Linked DNA regions of Zea mays: region 1 is linked to region 2. Evidence: chromatin contacts called from public Hi-C data. All regions are on one chromosome and are shown on one strand. Each heading gives the region's core, a stretch centred on a gene start, on an enhancer-like site or on the middle of the called end of the contact. The rest is flanking DNA. Distances are from core to core; before and after follow the strand shown. Region 1 holds the start of NNR1 (nitrate reductase [NADH]-like). Region 2 has its middle 170 kb from the start of LOC103653283.

Region 1 (5,096 bases), core at 2,566-5,065, 300 kb before region 2:
AGCCGGTGCCCGTGGTGATGAGCTCGCCGATGCGGTAGGTGTCGAGGAGCGCCTTGGCCTTGTCGGAGTGGATGGCGTCGAACTCCTCGGTGCAGTCGGTACCGGCGTTGATGAGGATGCTGTCGGCGCCGCCCGGGTGGTCCTTGAGGAACTTGGTGCAGTCGTAGACGTGGCCGTGCACGACGATCCACGCCGACTCCTGCGACGCGTGCTTGCGCACCTCGGACATGGTGAACTGCTTGCCGACGTCGGTGGTGTTCATGAACGGCGTGGACGTGCTGCGCTTGAGGCCCGGCGCGGCCGCCTCCGCCGTCTCCAGGTGCTTCTGCCGCGCCATCCACCCGCCGGGCTGGTTGCCGGGCTGCGTCGGGTGCTCGAACACCAGCCCGATCTCGCCCTTGTGCGGACGGCACACGTTCACCTTCACCTTGAACCAGCAGTTGTTCATCATCCCCTGTGCCATCATCAGATTTATATATCATCAGGAGCAGAAACAGAAACTTATTCAGTATTAATATTATGTGCTAGTATATATATGTACCATGAGGTTCCATATGAGCTTCTCGGGCTGGGTGTTGAGCGACTGGTCCCATGCGCGCACGGCGATCTCCTTGGCGCCGAGCAGGTCGAGGACCTCCACCTCGACGGACCAGAAGCACCAGCACCAGTACTTGCCGTACTTGTTGGGCTTCTCCGGGTGGTCGAGGTGGCACACCAGCCATGTCTCGCCGCCGTCCAGCGTCACCTCCACCCGCGTCACCTTCTTGCCGCCGCCTACGTGTACCACAAAACAACGAGAAAAGTCGTAAGGCTCGCCTAACCACCGCTCTACCCTCATATAACGTACCTGAAACAAGTGTAGTGCTCCAAAATTTTGAAATACTATATTATTTAAAGTATTTAGAGTATTAAAACAAATTAAAAGCTCTAAATCATTTATTTTAGAAAATAAATTACATTATTAAAAAGTAAAAATTTGAGAATTGTCTAGAGAAATTACTAATCTAGGGTGTATATTTATATTTGTAATTAAAAAATATAAAATAAGATATTGTTGGAACTACTTTTTATATGTTAAACCATATATTTTTACACCATACCTCTATCTCTCTATATAAAAAATTAAAAAGTACTAAAACGGTAAAGGTAGCTCAAGTCCAGATATATGACGATATCTTTATTTTAGCGGGATTGGCCACTGAAATCGCGCAACTTTTCGACCACAAGGACGAAGAAGACCTTGTCCTGTGTTGGGTAGCAGCCACCATGCATGTGCGACCTCTCTACAGCGCACAGATTAATACCGACAAAACAGCACTAGCTAGCTAGCGACGTCGACGACCTCAGCTCTCGCAAATGCAACAAATTGTTTTTGTGGTGCTCAGAGGAGCAGCCTTCGGATGCAACGAAGCGCCACCAGCCCCACCACCTCTGGTTTCATGCATATGCCTTCTGAAGCAGAAAAGTGCAAAGCACACATGCATGCATGGGTCATAGCAAACTACTATCAACTTGCAGCAGTGTGCATGGTTTTCCGGATCCCTTTAATCTATATAGCTACTACTACTATAATCATATCTGTGGGAATCTATACATGCACTCATTATTGGTCTCTGTTCCGTTCAAGTATAGTACTGTAATTAATCATGAAAGGGTCCCTACTATACTTTTGTTTGCACACATGAGTGACACATCGACTGCATGCTGCTTAGTACCATCATCAGCGCCCCATGCATGCATGCATCTGGACTTCCTCAGCAGTCAAATTGAAGCGCACGCGTTTCTTGCTACGTCATGTATCCCGTTTAAGTTTGGTATTGTCAACCTTCATGGAAGAATCGATCTCTGTGGTCTGTGAGATATGTGTATGGCATTGACAGTTCAATACATTTAAGATCCTTGTGTGGTGCTGATCGTCATCATTGGGGGTTTTTTTTTGCAGTGAACTGCTTAACTGATTTGTGGGAACGATACAAGTGTTTGTATAGAAAGTTATCAAATGTTTGAAAGCTGTTTATTGTATTAGGTGAAAATTTAAAACTGACCACGGATTAAAAAGGCCCCCCTCTCTTCAGACGCGTCTCTTCAGAACACCACCGGTCATGGTCATGGATGTCTCCTAGCTAGTCAGTCTCTCTCTCTTTTACTGAATTATAAGAATACGACAATATATGACAGCCTAGCTATCTAGTTCAAGATGCGTGCATGGATCTAACTTGATTATACTATGTTTAGGTCAAACAGGGCTACGAGACACATAACGATGCATGGATGAGAGATACTCCTATTTATTGGGTTATTATATACTTACTATATATGCCAAGTTTCATATATATTCAGTTTGTAGTACCTGCAGCTAACTACTTACTAAGTCAAAAGTAGGAAAAGTCAGTGATGCATGTCTGTTTTTTTTACCGGAGTAGGCGTATCCTTTCATGGTGTAGCCGCGCTGTGTGGTAATGCTGTTGATGGGCAGGATCTCGTCGTGCCCCGGCGTCGTTATCACCGAGTTTATGTTCAGCTCGTTGATGATGTACTCCGGCTTGTACCACCACGCTGCTCAATCATTTGCAATAGCAAAGTCAGACATCATTTTTTTTGCTTGAGTAGTAATAAATTAAACATGAACTGCTAATTACCTTCTGCGTTGGCGAGCTCGGCGTCGACGTGCGACGGCAGGACGCGGTTGTCCTTGAAATGGTAGTAATTGTCGGACTCGGCGGGGGTGACGATGATGCGCTTGAGCCACTTGACCATGCGGCCACCGATGCAGCCGGGGATGATGACGCGCACGGGGAAGCCGTGGTCCGGCAGCAGCGGCTCGCCGTTCTGCATGTAGGCGAGCATGATGTCCCGCGACGGGTCCAGGGCCCACTCGCGCGTGACGCTGGTGCCGTACTTGGATCCCCCGCCGCCGGGGAGGTCCTCGGCGCCCTCGAAGCACACGTTGAGGGCGCCGCCCTTGCGGGGCACGATGCCGCAGCGGCGGAGCACGTCGCGGAGGCGCGCGCCGCGCCACACGGACGTGGACACGCCGGCGGCGCCCCAGTTGAAGCCCACCGTCTGCTGCACCATGTTCTGCTCCTTGCGCCGGTTGCCCGCGCACGCCAGCGTCACGGGGATCTCCACGGCGGGGAAGTCGCGCGCCAGCTCCTCCATGGTGAGCCGCGCGGGCCGCCTCACGAGGCCCGTCACCTCCACGGTCCACGTCGCCCAGTCCCCCCGCGGCACGGCGCCGTGGTTGCGCACGTAGTGCAGCGGCGCCGGGGTGATGAAGCCGTGGTGCATCAGCCGCGCCAGCGGCGGCTCGCAGTTGAGCGGGTGCTTCCCCGTCAGCCTCACCAGGCACGGGTTCCGCTCGATCCACGCGTCCGCGGTGCCTTCGTCGCGCGCGTCCTGCACCGCGGGCTCCACCTCCAGCTGCAGGTGCGAGCCGTACAGCTCTCGCCAGTCCTCCTGCTCCTCGTCCTCGTCGTCCGACGCGTCGTCCAGCCTGCGCGGCGGGGAGACGAGGGGAGGGAAGCTGCAGCCGCGGACAGGGGAGTCAGCGCGCCGCGGGAGGTGGCTTGCCGGAGGAGGGTACGCCTTGGCGCCGTTCGTGGCCACGCGCACTGGCGAGGAGCCCGGCTCCAGACGCCCGAACTGCCGGGGCTCCACAGCGGCCATTTCAGGGAGATGGGTTGCCGGCGTACGTTCTGGTTTCTGGTGATGAGCCAGTAGTTGCAGCTGGCCTGGGAAGGCTGGAATGGAAGAGAGGGCTCGGTATTATTGTCTGTGGAAGGCAGTACGACAGGCGTATGTATATATACACACACGGGCGCGGGTGCTCCAGCGTGACATGGCGCCTCAAAGTCAGTGTGCGCCATAGGTTTTTCTACACCCAGCAGACCAGCACCCTAACGCTTGGTACTTTGTGTTGAATTGCTCAACGCCACGAAAATAATGTTGATTTTGTGATTATTGGCTGGTGGCTGCCCTTGCAATACTATTTACTCTAAAATGTCTGTACCAATTTATAATCCGTTTCACCTTTTTTGACAAGTTTGACCGGCTGGTCTTATTCAAAAATTTTATGAAAAATTGAAGAATTTAAAGACATACTTGGAGTATATTAACAATAATTATGAATTTTTTTGAATAAGACAAACCGATCAAACTTGGGATAAAAAGTTAAACGAATTATAAATCGGAACGGAGTGAGTATTATTTTAGGCCTAGTTCATATATATTTCGTGCCTAGTTCATATATATTTCGTGTTAATAGTTAGCTTGCTAGCTATTAGCTGGTTTGGTCTAACTCATAGGTTGTTACCGATAGTAAAATTGATATTTTATTATTAATTTAATCCATAAAAATAGTAGTAAATTTATGACAACATATATGTGCATATGTAAAGTATAATTTGATCATTACAGTGGCAATCATGACGAACATACGAAAGGTTAGAGGGCACGAATATCTTACTAAATTTTTGTACAGTAAAATTAGAGATATACGCATCATAGGGCCTTGTGCTTTAGACACCGATGTCTCCATATGCACTAGTTGACCTAGTGTATTACTCGAAGTCACGGACCATAATCAATGCAAATTTGCAGTATAGTCCCTCAAAGATCCACCAGAAGGAAGATGATGTAGTCGACAGGAACAAAATTGGGTAGTTATACAAGATGTCCACAAAAACCTGATCCCCCGACACACTAGAGCAAGTGATGGAGATGCAAGCATTGTTTTAGAGACCTGCTCTTCTAATCCTCAGTGCATGCAGAGGACCAAAATGAAAGTAATTAGAAAGGTACTCAATAGAGGAGAGATAGATAGAGAGAGAGTGCCTTATGTGCCTCGTACCCAAGAATTGTTCGACACTCCACACTTAACATACGGTGATCATGGCCAAAGAGGTGGAAATCGTAGCAGAGACTTTGAGCGATGGAATAATGGATAAAGATTGTGGCAGATATTTCCTCTGTATGTTATTGGGAAGTGGCATGCCCTGATCCTATGCACATCACATAGCGTCTCGCCATGCCACGGCTTGGCCACGGTACACGCGTGTGACATGCCTTAATCCCTCTTAACTTCACAATAGGTGCAT
Region 2 (5,199 bases), core at 2,341-4,840:
TAAACGGACCCAATTCACCCCGCCCTAATCGTTAAGCTTGGTTTGATCTCGGCCATTGATTACCAACTCGACGGTCGTTGCTACCTTTGCCCAACCAAAACTGCACACGGCGGCGTCGCGCCCCACCACGGCGGAGGTCATGGCCGGAATGATCGTTCCGGTGGCTACGATTCTATATCCCGGACTAAAGGGGTGCTACGCAAAGAGTAGACAATGGCGAGGGCTCGTGGCGAGTTCATACCGGTGATTGAGAGGGGAGCAAGGCAAGGCCACGACGCAGGCGGCTTCCCGAACTTCGGCGAGCAATTCCCGAGACCCCAGGGGTTCTCAACTCGAATTGAGGGTTCCTGCAGCTACACTGGTTTCCAGCGAACGCCCCCGACCATGCGCGCAGACCAGAACCCAAGCACGGACGGAAATCACCGGCGGCGGCCAGCACCTTTCTCTCCCTCATGCAACGACGGGCGACCGGGGCAATGACGACAACGCGCACGAGGGGCTGGAGGAGGGGAAGTCGTGGGTGATCTCCACCTTTATCGTCGGAGTCCACGGAGGGGAAATGTGGCCTGCACGCGCGAAGAAAGGTGAGGATCCGCGCATGGCGCGCGTTTCGTTGACGCGGCGGGGGGGATGACATGTGGGGTCGGCTTGATAGTCACCAAAGCGACGCGCCTGAGTCCTAGTGCGGCTGACGGGAGGGCCCCGCGTAGCAGAGGGAGGTAGCGCGCGGTGGAGAATTGGGCCGCGCAGAGGGAAGCGGGGTTAGTGGGCCGAATTGAGGGAAGCCGGCCCGAGCAAGCTTTTTCTCCTTTTCTTTTATATCTTCTTTTCTTTTTCTTTTAAATTCTCAAATTCATAATTTTAAATCCCATTCAAATTCATACTTCTTGGTAGATTTGTTTTCTCATTAAATATTCATCTTAGACATTGTATGGTGAATTTATCTATTTTAATATTTATTTTGTTAAATCTAGTGACTTGTTTTCTCCAAATTTCTAGGATTCCAAATTTAGGTTAAATGCCCATCTCAACTTTAGTATATTTCTTTTGTCATTATCTTCATGAGTGAATGCACAAACAAATAACCACATCATGATGCACAAATTATTTTTAGGTGTCATTAGTTAATTAATGACTTTTGAAGTATTTGTTCACATGTTATAATAAATGGAGGCAACCACATATATGTAAATCAACTATATCCTCTTTTACACTTTTTGGGTATTACAAAATGGTTCAGATCAAAGTCGCTCGCCATATCATATCTATCCTATCTCAGTTGAAGTTAGAATGTTTGAATCATTAGCATTCCAGATTATTGCAAACTTTCACCAGATTCTTTTTTCACTCTTGTGGACCACTATTGAGGGAATCTGGAAAGGTGCTCACATGAGAGATCATCGTGTGCCTAATGGACACGGCGACGATGGAGGCATCCTGAGGCAAGGCACCGGCAGGCGGCTTGTGCGCGTGCACGTGGCCCACGCGCTCGATGGCGGCGGCGCCCTCCTCATCCGTGGGAACGCGCGACCCTAGCCTCCATCGACGGGGCGCGCCTTGCGGAAGTGCGCGCACTGGTAGTAAGCCACGGCGGTGGAGTCAACCATCATGGTGGCCATGGTGGAGCACATGGCCACGAGGTCCGCGTAGGGGAAACTGATGGTCCTGGCGCTGTTGCCACAGGCTGGCACGAGAGCGTCGAAGGGCGCGGGCAGGATGTGCACCATGTCGGTGGTGAGGATGACCCCCGTGGAGAACGCCTTGACGGCAAAGAAGACGTCCCCATTGGTGCGCGGCGTCGAGGCGGAGCGGCCCAGCAGCGGGACCAGCACCCCCGCCGTGCCCGACGCCAAGATGGACGCCACCGCCACGAGCTTCAGCCGCTGCGCCTCGCGCGCATCCTCCTCTCTAATCTCCGTTGCCGCGAATGAGATGCTCCACCTCCTCACCAAGAAGCGCCCCACCGACTTCCCATCGCCCACGGTGCCCGACATGGTACCTCTACCTAGTACTACAGCACCCAGGCGTTGTTGGTTGGTAAAACCCCTCCCTTTTATGCAAGAACTCGGGGAGATTGTCGGCTATCTATCGGGGGCGAGGGAGTGAGACGAGGGAGGATAGCAGGTATCCGGAAGGGGGCGACAATATCATGGGGAGGGAGCGGTGTGGGGGGAGGACGGCGGGCTCACGGGAGCCGCACGAAACGGAGGGGGCGCCCGGGCAGGGGCGTCTATTGCAGGGGGGGAGGGGGCGGGCATTGCGTGGCGGGCGGGACAGGCAAAGCGAGGCAGGGGTAGGGGTGAGGGTATATGGTTGTGCTGTGGTCTACACTATTAACTTAATAGATAGTAGATATTTTAGTTTAAAAACTAGCCGTTAAATATTCCATTATAGTTAGTTTTACCAAACTAGTATACTAAAAATGCATGTTGATTATTAAAGTAACCATATAATAATTAATATTTATTAGCTTGATATATTTAAATTTTATGGGTGGTCAATAAAAATTATACTAATTTTGTTGGATGGAGAAAAGCACAGAAGAATCTATGCTAGAGCGCTGCATTTGATAAGGCAGGCGCCGGGCCCCTGGCGACGAGGTACGTGGAGGCGGGAGTGACTGAGAGCGGGAGAAAAGAATGAGAGGGAGAAAAAGGCACGAATGACGGTGTAAAATGCATAATTTATGTTGATTGTCTGACAGCACCTGACAAAAAATATTAATTTTTATTGACTGTTTAAGGACTCACGAAAATTGGCTAATTTTTGTAGGCATAGCTAAAAACGCATATAATTTATTTCGGCCTACAAAAGTTTCGGTTTTTGTTGTTGTGTTAGCATCGGTTGATTGCAAAAATGGATACTAAAGGATATCTAGTTTGGACCAAAGTTTTTAGTTTACACGTAACTACAGTCTTCTCTTCTTCTACACTATAATTAGAATAATTTATCTCCAAACAGGCGTTGAATTGGACTAATGTAAAATATATTATAGTTGTGTCATGAATTACAATAAACCGTGGTATTATAAACTGTGGTTTTGAGAAAAAATAATTTCCAAACAGGCCCTAAATCTTATTTTGGTACCGGTTCTAATTTAACTAGGACTACTATCAGAGTCTGGATTCTTTTTTTCGGTAGTAATTTACTTTTTCTATGAGAAATTTAGATGATCAGATGTGTAAAAAATGCAACCATTGCACCAACGACTTTTAGTTTCTAGATGTTTTTTCTCCTTTTTGCGAGAATTTATTAGATTGTTACTTTGTGAGGGCGTCGAACGTGGAGGCTTAAGGAATGGCTTCAATTCAAATAGTAATAATAAAATTTCATGCAAGATCCACTCAAAGCTGTCTGTTCATCCAGGAGAAATGAATTTGTCTCTTCCATCGCCATGAAAACATGCATGGCGATGAGCAATTTACAGTTCACTGCTACGTACTGGAAGCTCTTGGAGTGCAAGGGGCCGGCACAAGGTCGGGTCGAGTCGGTGACTGCGTGCGGCCTCGCCGCGGAGGGTGGCGCATGGAGCACGCAACGGCCAAATTGAGACGCGCGCCCGCGCGGCAGGCATAGCCAGCCCTGGGTGGCCTGGCCTCTCCCGATCAGCCGCGCGCACGTCGCATGGCCGGCTCTGGCTCGTAACGGGGGGCCAAGGGCCGCCGCGGTTTCCTGAGCTTGTGCTTTGCGTTGCGCGCCGCGCGGGAAACGCTACACAGCCGGCGGGCTGGCGCCTCCCCCGGATGCAGTCAAAGCTGCTACAGACAAGCAGGCCACAGAACACGGCACCACCACGGATCTAAGGCCATATATGCCCGAGAGATATCAAAAACGGTTCTCCAATTATAAAGATAACTAAGAAACTATATTATACAATAAAGTGTTTATAAATGTAGTCTATTAATAAATACAGAAATAAATGTGTTTGTACAACGTTGCTACTTGGTTTAAGAGCTAGACACGTCACTTCGCGGAGATACGGCTCCACGATTTTTTGCAAATAACACCTCAAGAGTCTCTACATTAAACACCATTGTACATGCCCTAAGCGACGGATCCAGTTATACGTGTGTCGAGTGTTGTGGACGCACGCTACCACAAACGCGCCCGTGCGCATGCACACAGGTATGGATGTACATGATCGGGCCGAACTGGGTCTTGTACCTTATGTTCCAGGTATGATCCGTCGTTTCGCTTTTTATATGCTAGGTTGGCCTAAAGAACTTGTCATAGCCAACAAGCTGATCTAGCTCACAACTTAATTTGTAGAACCTGTACCAACTATGGTGTTTCGTAGCAGCTTATCAATTTAAATGCTTCTTAGAACGAAGTAAAAGTAGACAATGAGCCAACTTCTCAGATAAGCAGCTTCTTCAACAAAAAGCAGTTGCTCTAACCCAGAACCAATGATATAGAAATAGGGGGGAAAGAGGAATACAAGAGGTATAGAGGTGGTGATGATCACCTAGCGTGCTTGTCACCAATGACCTTACAGAGAGCTATGGAGGTGTTCGACGTAGTTGGTCCAAAGGAGCTTGACATTGATCCATAAAAGGCCGGTGCATGCGCTCGCTCATAAGGAGTTAGGCAATGGATTTGAAGAAGATCTAGAGTAGGCCACCGTGCTTGCCTCCAAAGAGCTTTACCACAACACCAAAATAGTGAACTTCCTAGAGCCTAAACCCTAGAAAGTTAGCCCTAAACTCTAGGAAGTTAGCGAAACTCTCGGAAGTTAAGCCACCCCGTCGGAAGTTTGGCTCTCGGAATTTTTTTGTCGGAAGTTAGCTTAACTTTCTAGAGCCCTCTAGAAAGTTAGCTAACTTGCTACAGCCAATGAAGCCTATCGGAAGTTAGTAGGTTCTCGGAAGTTAGTAGCTTCACGCCATCAGCTGACTAACTTTCTACGACTAACTTCCTACGGCTGACTGTAGCCCCTAGGAAGTTAGCTGGCTAACTTTCTACGTCTGACTGTAGCCCCTACAAAGTTAGCTAGCTAACTTCCTACGGCTTAATAAGCCTCTAGGAAGTTAATTTGACCAGCATTATAAATGTTGTTTATATTTTACACCACATTCCACAACATAACAAATATATCAACAGCTATATAGCACAACATATTTTCACATAAAACATCTCACACACAATCACATATCAATATTTAAATCCATAGTCTCATCAATTACATCACAAAAGTCTCAT

The links. A called contact is a pair of places that touch in the nucleus more often than the background predicts.
Region 1: a Hi-C map of leaf shows a contact between it and region 2, with 4 times the contacts expected there. The contact joins the promoter of NNR1 here to the enhancer-like site in region 2. A contact is called at or near these places in 4 of 25 Hi-C or Micro-C datasets (ear, leaf and tassel).

Annotation. Positions count from the first base shown.
Region 1 is chr4:58,904,469-58,909,564 of Zm-B73-REFERENCE-NAM-5.0, reverse strand. NNR1 (nitrate reductase [NADH]-like) reads right to left here and starts at 3,815. Exons shown (of 4, transcript NM_001305856.1): 1 at 2,640-3,815; 2 at 2,416-2,556; 3 at 542-774; 4 at 1-454. The coding sequence starts at 3,666.
Region 2 is chr4:58,607,487-58,612,685 of Zm-B73-REFERENCE-NAM-5.0, reverse strand. No RefSeq gene overlaps it. Among protein-coding and RNA genes, the nearest start is that of LOC103653283, 170 kb to the right of the region's middle. Within about 2 kb of position 3,590, at least 17 of the 20 cell types and tissues checked have an H3K27ac peak or open chromatin away from gene starts, as enhancers often do. A contact at or near this core is called in ear, leaf and tassel, where this site is marked.